Regions from separate parts of the Sus scrofa genome. Here region 2 is linked to region 1. A link is a contact called in public promoter capture Hi-C data. All regions are on one chromosome and are shown on one strand. Each heading gives the region's core, a stretch centred on a gene start, on an enhancer-like site or on the middle of the called end of the contact. The rest is flanking DNA. Distances are from core to core; before and after follow the strand shown. Region 1 holds the start of THOP1 (thimet oligopeptidase 1). Region 2 holds the start of SF3A2 (splicing factor 3A subunit 2).

Region 1 (3,941 bases), core at 877-3,376:
CTGTCCCAAACTACCTGAGTAAAAGAATAGAGGCCAGCTGGGTGTGGAATGCATAATAAGCAAGAAGAAGCTGCTCCAAGGAAATGGGCACCTGTGTTTCATTTCCCCCTTCTGGCAGGCAGGAGAGGGGCAGGGCAACAGTGGTCCTGGAGTCCTGCTTTTGAGAACACTAAGGGTCTTTGCAAGGTGCTATTGGCTTGGGCCTGTGTATGGTGTCTCTCGGGTAGGTTTTTTGTTTTTTCTTTTTGGCCATCCAGAGGAATGTGGAGTTCCTGGGCCAGAGATCAGATCTGAGCCACAGCTATGATCTATACCGCAGTTGCTGCAACACTGAAGTTTTTTTTGTTTTGTTTTGTTTTGTCTTTTTGCCTTTTCTTGAGCCGCTCCTGCGGCATATGGAGGTTCCCAGGCCAGGGGTCCAATCGGAGCTGTAGCCACCGCTCTATGCCAGAGCCACAGCAACACAGGATCAGAGCTGCATCTACGACCCACACCACAGCTCACAGCAACACCAGATCCTTAACCCACTGAGCAAGGCCAGGGATTGAACCCACAACCTCATGGCTCCTAGTCAGGTACTGTTAACCACTGCACCATGACGGGAACTCCAACACTGGGTTCTTTAACCCACTGTGCCACCAGGGAACAAACCTGCATCCTGACACTGCAGAGATGCCACCAATCCTGTTGTACCACAGCAGATCATTCTCTGTTGGGGACCATTCTGGGCATGGTGGGGTATTGAACAGCATCCCCGGTCCCACCCACTGGAGGCCAGCCACCTCCGCCCCCAGATCACAATGATCAGAGATGTCACCGGATGTGGCCCAGTGTCCCGAGGGGACACAATCACCCCAGCTGAGGAACACTGATACATACCAAGTGGGGATAAAAAAGGCTCTTAAGCTGAGAGAGATTAGATTTTTTTAGCCAAATGACTGCTGCAAATTTAAGGGAAAATCTTTGCAGACTATTTTGGATTTTAGAACTGCAAAAAAGGAACTGTGGGTCTGCATTAAATTTGGTAGTAAAGAAGGGCTCCAGAAGCTCCAAAGAGGTGGGAAATATAGTGGAATTCTCAGGAAAATCTTCTGAAGGAGCTAGGATTTGAAACTTTGAGCACATTCATTTTACAAATATTTACTGATTATCACCAGTGTGCCAAGTCTCTGAGCTAACAATTCTGCAGCAAAAAAGGCAGACAACACTCCTGCCTTCCTGAGACCTGAAAAACCCTAATTATGATTATTATCTTTAATACAATTATTACCATCATCCCAATGGGCTGCAGAAAGACCTGAAGGAAGAGAGGTGGGCAAACCAAGTTCCATGAGGCACCACGCAACATCCTGGGCCATTTTCTAAAACAGAGTATACAGATTGCAAAGCTCCCATAAATGAAAACCATTCCCGGCAGTCCCCTTCTGTTCAACATAAGAGACCCCCAGCTGTGTTCTAGCCAAGATGACCTGTTGCTTTCCAAACGCGTTGCCCCTGTGCTTGCCTCCCCATCCTTGCCCTCGAGGTTCCCACCAACTGGGACGCTTCTCCCGCAGGACAACTGCTTCTCTCCACTGGGTCCAAGCTGAATCAAATGCCACTTCCTGCGAGAAGCCCTCCAGGACTGCCCTCCCTTAAAGATGTATGACCAGCCCCAGCACCAACCACCATCTAAAGTCCTTGCTTGATTTTGCTTCTTGAATGCTGGTCTCCGGCTTTGGAACTGTGTCTAGAACTCCCTCAAGTCCATCCCAGAGCCCGACCCGTCCCCAGCAGAAGAAACATGGAGTTTGCCGAATGAGTGAAGGCGCGCTGGAACACGGATTCATTCTGGGGCTCGCCGACCCCCTCCTCCGTTCGGGCCCGGATCACTTGAGGGTCACTGGGCTCCGCTCGTAGGCCCCAGTGGCGACCCCGGGGAGGAGGCAGGAGTGCGCACGAGTGCGCACCGGGCGCCCGGATCTGGTGAGCGGGGCCGCACCAAGGGGAAGCAGGTACCTGCTGGGGGCTTCATGGTGGGCGAATGTTCAGTGACGGCCCCTCCCTCCACCTGGTCCGCGTCGGAGCAGCGGTCAGCAGCCTCGGTCCTCTCTGCTGCCGCAGCTGTCCCGACTGAGGCGCCCGCCGCCCGCGCGCCCACCGGATGCTGGGAGAGCGTGTGTGCTGGATAGTAGGGCGCAAGCGCGCGCCCTAGCCCCACCTACATCGCGAGGCGGAGCGCAGGGGCGCAGACTTCCTCTGCGCGGTCGCTTGAACCACCCCCGTCCATCATTGGCTCTTAGTGGTGAGAGGGCGGAGCCTTCGGGAAGGCTAGCGGGGGAGGTGTTTCCAGGGGAACCCACCCCGCAGGCGCCTCGAATCTTTTCTGCGGCTCTTTGTGCCAGTCGTTCGTTTGGGCTTCTAGCTCCTGTATTAATTTGTCATTACCTCCTCCCAACCTTAATTGTGTATTTGGCTAGTTTTGCAAGTTTTTACCTTCACCTAAGGCGCTCCGTTAGTGGTCGCTTACGAAACCTCAGGCACTTATTCCATTACCAACATCCTGCTCATCTTCTAGCATCTAATGGTTAAAGGTCCTCCACATATACCAGCTGAATCCAGTTAGACAACCAAATTAAGAAGACATTTATTTAAAAAGCAGAAATGTAAGCAAGCATCATTGAGAAAGCTTCAGTAAACCGATGCAGAACTTCAAACAACAGGTGTGTTGGAACTGTGCCTTACCTGCATGTAGTATTGTCAGTTAAAAAAAAAAAACAAAAAACACCTTGAACCGTCTAAGGCACACAGAAAGAAAAACCTAAGAAAATTAAAACTGGTCCCTAAACCTACGTCTTTTATTTCTGCAAAATAAATGAAAATAACCCAGGGTGTTGAGTAAACCCAGGGTGTTGAGTACATGCATTTTAAGTTGAATAAAAATGAATTAGGAAAAAAAAAAATGAATTGGGAGAACACTCTGGCAACTTGAATGCTAATGGTGGTCATTTAATAGGGAATGTCTCATTACTGACCTTCGATTTCTTTCTCTCTTGAGCACATCCAGCGTAATCCTACGTTAGTCTTCATTTTTGCTGTTCCCTGTACCTGGAGTGTTTTCCCAGTTCTCCAAATCTACATGTGAAACAGAGGTCTTCCCTAACCAACCCAACAAATTTACCGCCCCAATCACAATCAGAACACCCCATTTTTTTCTACACAGTGCTTGCCATTAAGTAGAACTTGTTCATTTACGTATTAGTTTACCAGTTTATTGTCTGTGTACCCCAATACAAGGTAATGAAAGCAAAAGTTTTGCTGGTCTTTATAGTTTGTGTGTAATAAATACTTGTTTACTATTATGCACCTACTGTAAACAAATATCTTAGTATTCATTCTTATGGATTGAATGAATGAAATAACGAACTCGCGGATGTTTGGGTGGGTGAATATATGAATAAATACAGTGAGAGGGTAACAGTCGCCCCCACTCAAAGACCGCCTGTGATCCTCTGGGCGCCAGATACCCAAAAGCAGCAGGTGCACCACGTGGCGGACACGGTGCCACGTGACGGGCTCGGCCGACCCACAAGAGTCCACCACTGTCCCACCATGCACCGCTCCATTTCGGCCTAGAGGACAAGTTGATCCGGATTTCCGGCCTCCGTTCGGTCGCAGAGGTCAGTTGCCCTAACGACGAGCTCGTTCCCGCCTCTACATTACGTCACTTCCTCCTACTCCCGCCTTGATAATTGGTGCGCCTGCGCAGAATGAAATCCAGCGGCCACCGGCTCCTTCTGCGCAGGCTGCGGGGCTGGGGGCGGAGCGGGGCTGGGGGCGGGGCCGGGCAGTGCCGCGGTGCGCAGGCGCCGCCGTCGGTGGGTCCGGGTTCGGCTGCTTGAGAGGTGAGTCGCGGGTTCGGCGCTGAGCCGGATGTACCTGGGGTCAGTGGCTCGGGGCTC
Region 2 (3,941 bases), core at 658-3,157, 530 kb after region 1:
TTCAGGCCGCTCAACTGGAACCTGGCCTCCTCCGATATGCCGAACTGCTCCAGGGGGTCCTGTGGGGGAATGATGGGTGGTAGGGGGTGGTGGGAGGGGTTTGGGAGCCTGGGCCCAGGAGGCCCACCGCTCCTGCCCATCCCCACGCGCACCTTGCCAGTCACCTTCTGGATCTCGTTCCTGTAGAAGACGAGGCTCCTTCGCATGAATTCGTAACTGAGGAAGACAGTGGTGTGAGCCCACAGCAACCTGCTCTGCCCCAAACCCCCAGGACCAGCCCACATCCCACCTGGCTCGGCGCAGGGCGGCCATCCACTCCTGACACTGCTCCTCGCTGCAGCACTCAAAGTGGTACTTCCTCTCTGGGTCCTCTAGAAAGCCTGCAAAGGGAGCAGCCCCCTTCTGCCCCAACTTACTCCCACCTCTGCCCAACCCAGAACTGTCCTCTCCTCCAGCCCCAGCCTGGGCTCACTGCCTCCCACTAGCTGGCTTTGAGTTGAACTGTATCCCCCTCAAAATATATGTTCAAGTCTTAAAACGTTTAAGACGTTTTCTGGGACCGTGACTCTGTCTGGTTGTGGGGTCGCTGCGGTCCTAAGTAGCTAAGGTGAGGTCACACTGCAGAAGGGTGAGCCTCTAACCCACAGGTCTAGTGTTGTTATGGAAAGTGAAATCTGGACACAACCACCCTGAGAACAGTATCCTGTGAAAACGGAGACGAAGATGGGGTGACGCTTCTACAAGATAAGAAATGCCAAGGGTTGGAGTTTCTGTCACGACCCAGTGGAAAGGAATCCGACTAGGAACCATGAGGTTGTGGGTTCAATTCCTGGCCTCGCTCAGCAGGTTAAGGACCCGGCATTGCGGTGAATTGTGGTGTAGGTCACAGAGGCTTCTCAGATCTGTGGCGTAACCCAGCAGCTGTAGCTCCCATTCGATCCCTAGCCTGGGAACCTCCACATACCTGAGGTGCGGCCCTAAAAAGACAAAAAAAAAAAAAAAAAAAAAAAAACCAAAGCCAAAGACGCCCCAGAAGCTGAGAGAAGAGGCGTGAGACAGAGATGATTCTTCAGAAATACACAACTCTGCGCCCACTCTGATGTCAGACTTCTTGCCTCCCGCCCTCCTCGCTGCAAGCTCTGCCTGGGCCCCACGGGGAGGAGCCAGGGCGAGTGGGGCTGCTCGGGACAATGGACTTTGTCGGTAGAGATGCAAGAGGGGCCGGGGCGGGGCCGGGCAGCTTGGCCGCAGTTCGCACTCACTGATGGAGAAGCCGCTGGGCTCTTCCTGGGTGACTCTGCAGTGTTCCAGCAGCAGGGCTCCGACGGGCTGAGGGCAGATGGACGCGTAAGGGGCGGTGCGGGGAACCCTCCAGCCACCCAAGCCCGTCCCACGCCTCAGACCCCGGCCCCGCCCCCTGGCTCCGGTCCCCCCCCACGCCCTCGCCCCGACCCCCTACCCCCAACCCCGCCCTCCCCAGCGCCTAACCTCTGCCTCGTCCGTCCGGAAGTAGAAGAGGAAGTTGACCACCAGCTTCACCAGTCTCCGCTTCACCACTACGGGAACAAGGAAGGCTCGCGCGAGTTCGGTGGCTGCCCAGCCCCGCCTGCCGCCCGCTTGGGCGCCCCGGGCCGCTCACCGCTTCCTTTTTTCGGGCCCCTCATGCCCAGCTCAGCCGCCATCTCGGCCGGCTGCCGGGAGAGCGCCTGCAGCTCCTTCTCGTTAAAGCGCATGGCGCCGCCGGGACCCGGAACGCGGAACGAAAACCGCGCCTTACCGGCCGCCGTCCCCACTCGCGCCGTTGCCGGCGCCAAAAGAGTCCCACCGCACCGTTCCGGAAGCGCAGCCCGGGCAACTACGCCTGCGCGTTCTGCGGCCGCTCAGCCTGTCAATCACTGGTGCGTGTCAGTACAGTGCTGGGAGCCGCCTGGATAGAACGTGAACCCTCACGGGGCGCACGGGATAGTGAGCAAGGTGGACGGTTGCCATATACAACCATGCAATAAGGTGGCCCGCCACGACCCATGGCGCCCTTAACTGAAGCGACCTGGAGCATGCGAAGTGGAGGTGGGGCGAGACGCAACTCGCTATCCCGCGAGAGGTGGCCCCGCGAATTAGGCCCACCGAGAGAGGGTGGGGGCCGACGCGCACGCGCACTTCGGCTTCCGGCCCACACTCCCGGCTCGCCACTCACCTCCAGCATCCGGAACGTCTGCCCCGCGCCGCTAGGCGGGCTGGGCATGCGCACACGGAAGGCCCCGCCTCGCCTGCCCTCGGAAGTGCTTCCTTAGCCCTTGGCGCGCGTGCGCCTGTCGAAATTGTCGCGGCGGCTGTGGCGGCAGAATAGGCGGTTACGGTGGAGTCTGAATAGACTACGGCAGTGAGGCCGCGCAGGCGAGTCAGGAGCGGCGAGGGGCTAGGGCGGAGACCCCCGGGAGTTCCCTGGAGGGGAGAGGGCGAGGGGCGGTCGGCGGGGGCGCAGGCTGAGAGTGGGTGCCCGCTCCCCGCCCTCTCGGAGCTCGGGCCATAAATGCCGGTCCGGTAGGGCGGCAGCTCCCGAGGCGCTTTCCGTGTGCCCCGGCAGTCGCCCGTTGGTATGCTGGCCATGTGGTCTGGGAGTCACCTGGTTTCTGTAACGGGTGGGGGTGACGGCGAAACTCCTGGCACCGCACCCGAGGCCACCAGGGCCCGTTAGCCAGGCCCGTTTGGCAAGCGGTGCCACAAAGTTAAATGATTTCCCCACCTGTCACACTAGGTGCCCGATCGCTTCTTTTTTCTGTTCTTTTGTCAGCTCAGAACTACCAAGAGCAGCTTTGTAAATAACGTTATTCTTTTTGGCTGCGCCGGGTTTGAGGTTTCATTTCTATCTGCCACCCACCCTCTCCAACCTCGCCCTCCATATTCTGAATGTGGATATCGTGAGTTTTGTCAGATCGTGTTTTATTTTTTAGGGCTGAAAATAGTATTCGCTGTTCAGGCAAGCAATGTATTCAGCTGTATTGTTTTTCTTACGCTGTTTTTCCTATCGTCCTCCAAAGCTAATTAATTTCTTCTTTTCCTGTTAGCCTGATTTTCTTTGCCTGTTTTTTTTGTTTGTTTGTTTTGTTTTGCTTGTTTCTTTCTCAACGTGTCATTACTTCACACACTGATTAGTTGTGTTTTCCCACAGATTTAAACAAATGGATGGCTTTTTCTTTCTTTTTTTCTTTTTTTTTATGGCCGCACCTGCAGCACGTGGAAATTCCTGGGCCGGGGTCGAGTGGCAGCTGCAGCTGCAGCCTGTATGGCAGCTTGATGCAATGCCGGATCCTTAACCCATTGATTGAGGCCAGGGAGTGAACACAACCATCTTCACAGAGACAATGTTGGTCCTTAACACAATGGGAACTCCCACAGATGGATTTCTTTTTTCCTTTCTCCCATGGAAATTTCCCTCTTAAAGCTGGCCTAATCCTGCTTTTGGGACTGGAGCCCCCACTTTGCTTCTGAGTGGTTGTCCTAGAACCTTCTGTCCAGGTTACCCTGGTCTGGCTTTAGTTTTCAGTCTGACCATCTTTTTCGTTCCTTTTATCAGAGCATAAGGAGTAGTTTTTGAAGAGGTCAGCTCATTTATTTATTGTGAGTTCTCAGTTAACTGAAAATGGCTTTAATTTACCCCCACAGTCAGAAGTTTGGAAGTAGGAGTTCCCATCATGTCTCAGCTGAAACAAACCTGACTAGCATCCATGAGGATGCAGGTTCGATCCCTGGCCTCGCTCAGTGGGTTAAGTGTCTGGTGCTGTTGTGAGCTGTGGCATAGGTAGCAGATGTAGCTCAGATCTGGTGGTGCCCTGGCTGTGGTGTAGGCCAGCGGCCTCAGCTCCAATTCAACCCCTAGCCTGGGACCCTCCATATGCTGTAGGTTCGACCCTTAAAAAACAAAAATAAAAAAGTTGGGAGTA

The links. Promoter capture Hi-C pulls out the DNA fragments that hold promoters and counts their contacts.
Region 2: a contact with region 1 is called in a promoter capture Hi-C map of liver, with 5 times the contacts expected there. The contact joins the promoter of SF3A2 here to the promoter of THOP1 in region 1. A contact is called at or near these places in 2 of 5 promoter capture datasets (fetal liver and liver) and 1 of 2 datasets of contacts at active chromatin or transcription factors (alveolar macrophages).

What each region holds. Positions count from the first base shown.
Region 1 is chr2:75,875,304-75,879,244 of Sscrofa11.1, forward strand. THOP1 (thimet oligopeptidase 1) reads right to left here and starts at 2,127. Exons shown (of 13, transcript NM_214223.2): 1 at 1,999-2,127. The coding sequence starts at 2,014. SGTA (small glutamine rich tetratricopeptide repeat containing alpha) reads left to right here and starts at 3,829. Exons shown (of 12, transcript NM_001244392.1): 1 at 3,829-3,884.
Region 2 is chr2:76,402,975-76,406,915 of Sscrofa11.1, forward strand. SF3A2 (splicing factor 3A subunit 2) reads left to right here and starts at 1,908. Exons shown (of 9, transcript XM_021084193.1): 1 at 1,908-2,394. It overlaps PLEKHJ1 (pleckstrin homology domain-containing family J member 1), which reads right to left and starts at 2,196. Exons shown (of 6, transcript XM_003123020.6): 1 at 1,640-2,196; 2 at 1,489-1,556; 3 at 1,263-1,329; 4 at 290-380; 5 at 153-216; 6 at 1-59. The coding sequence starts at 1,733.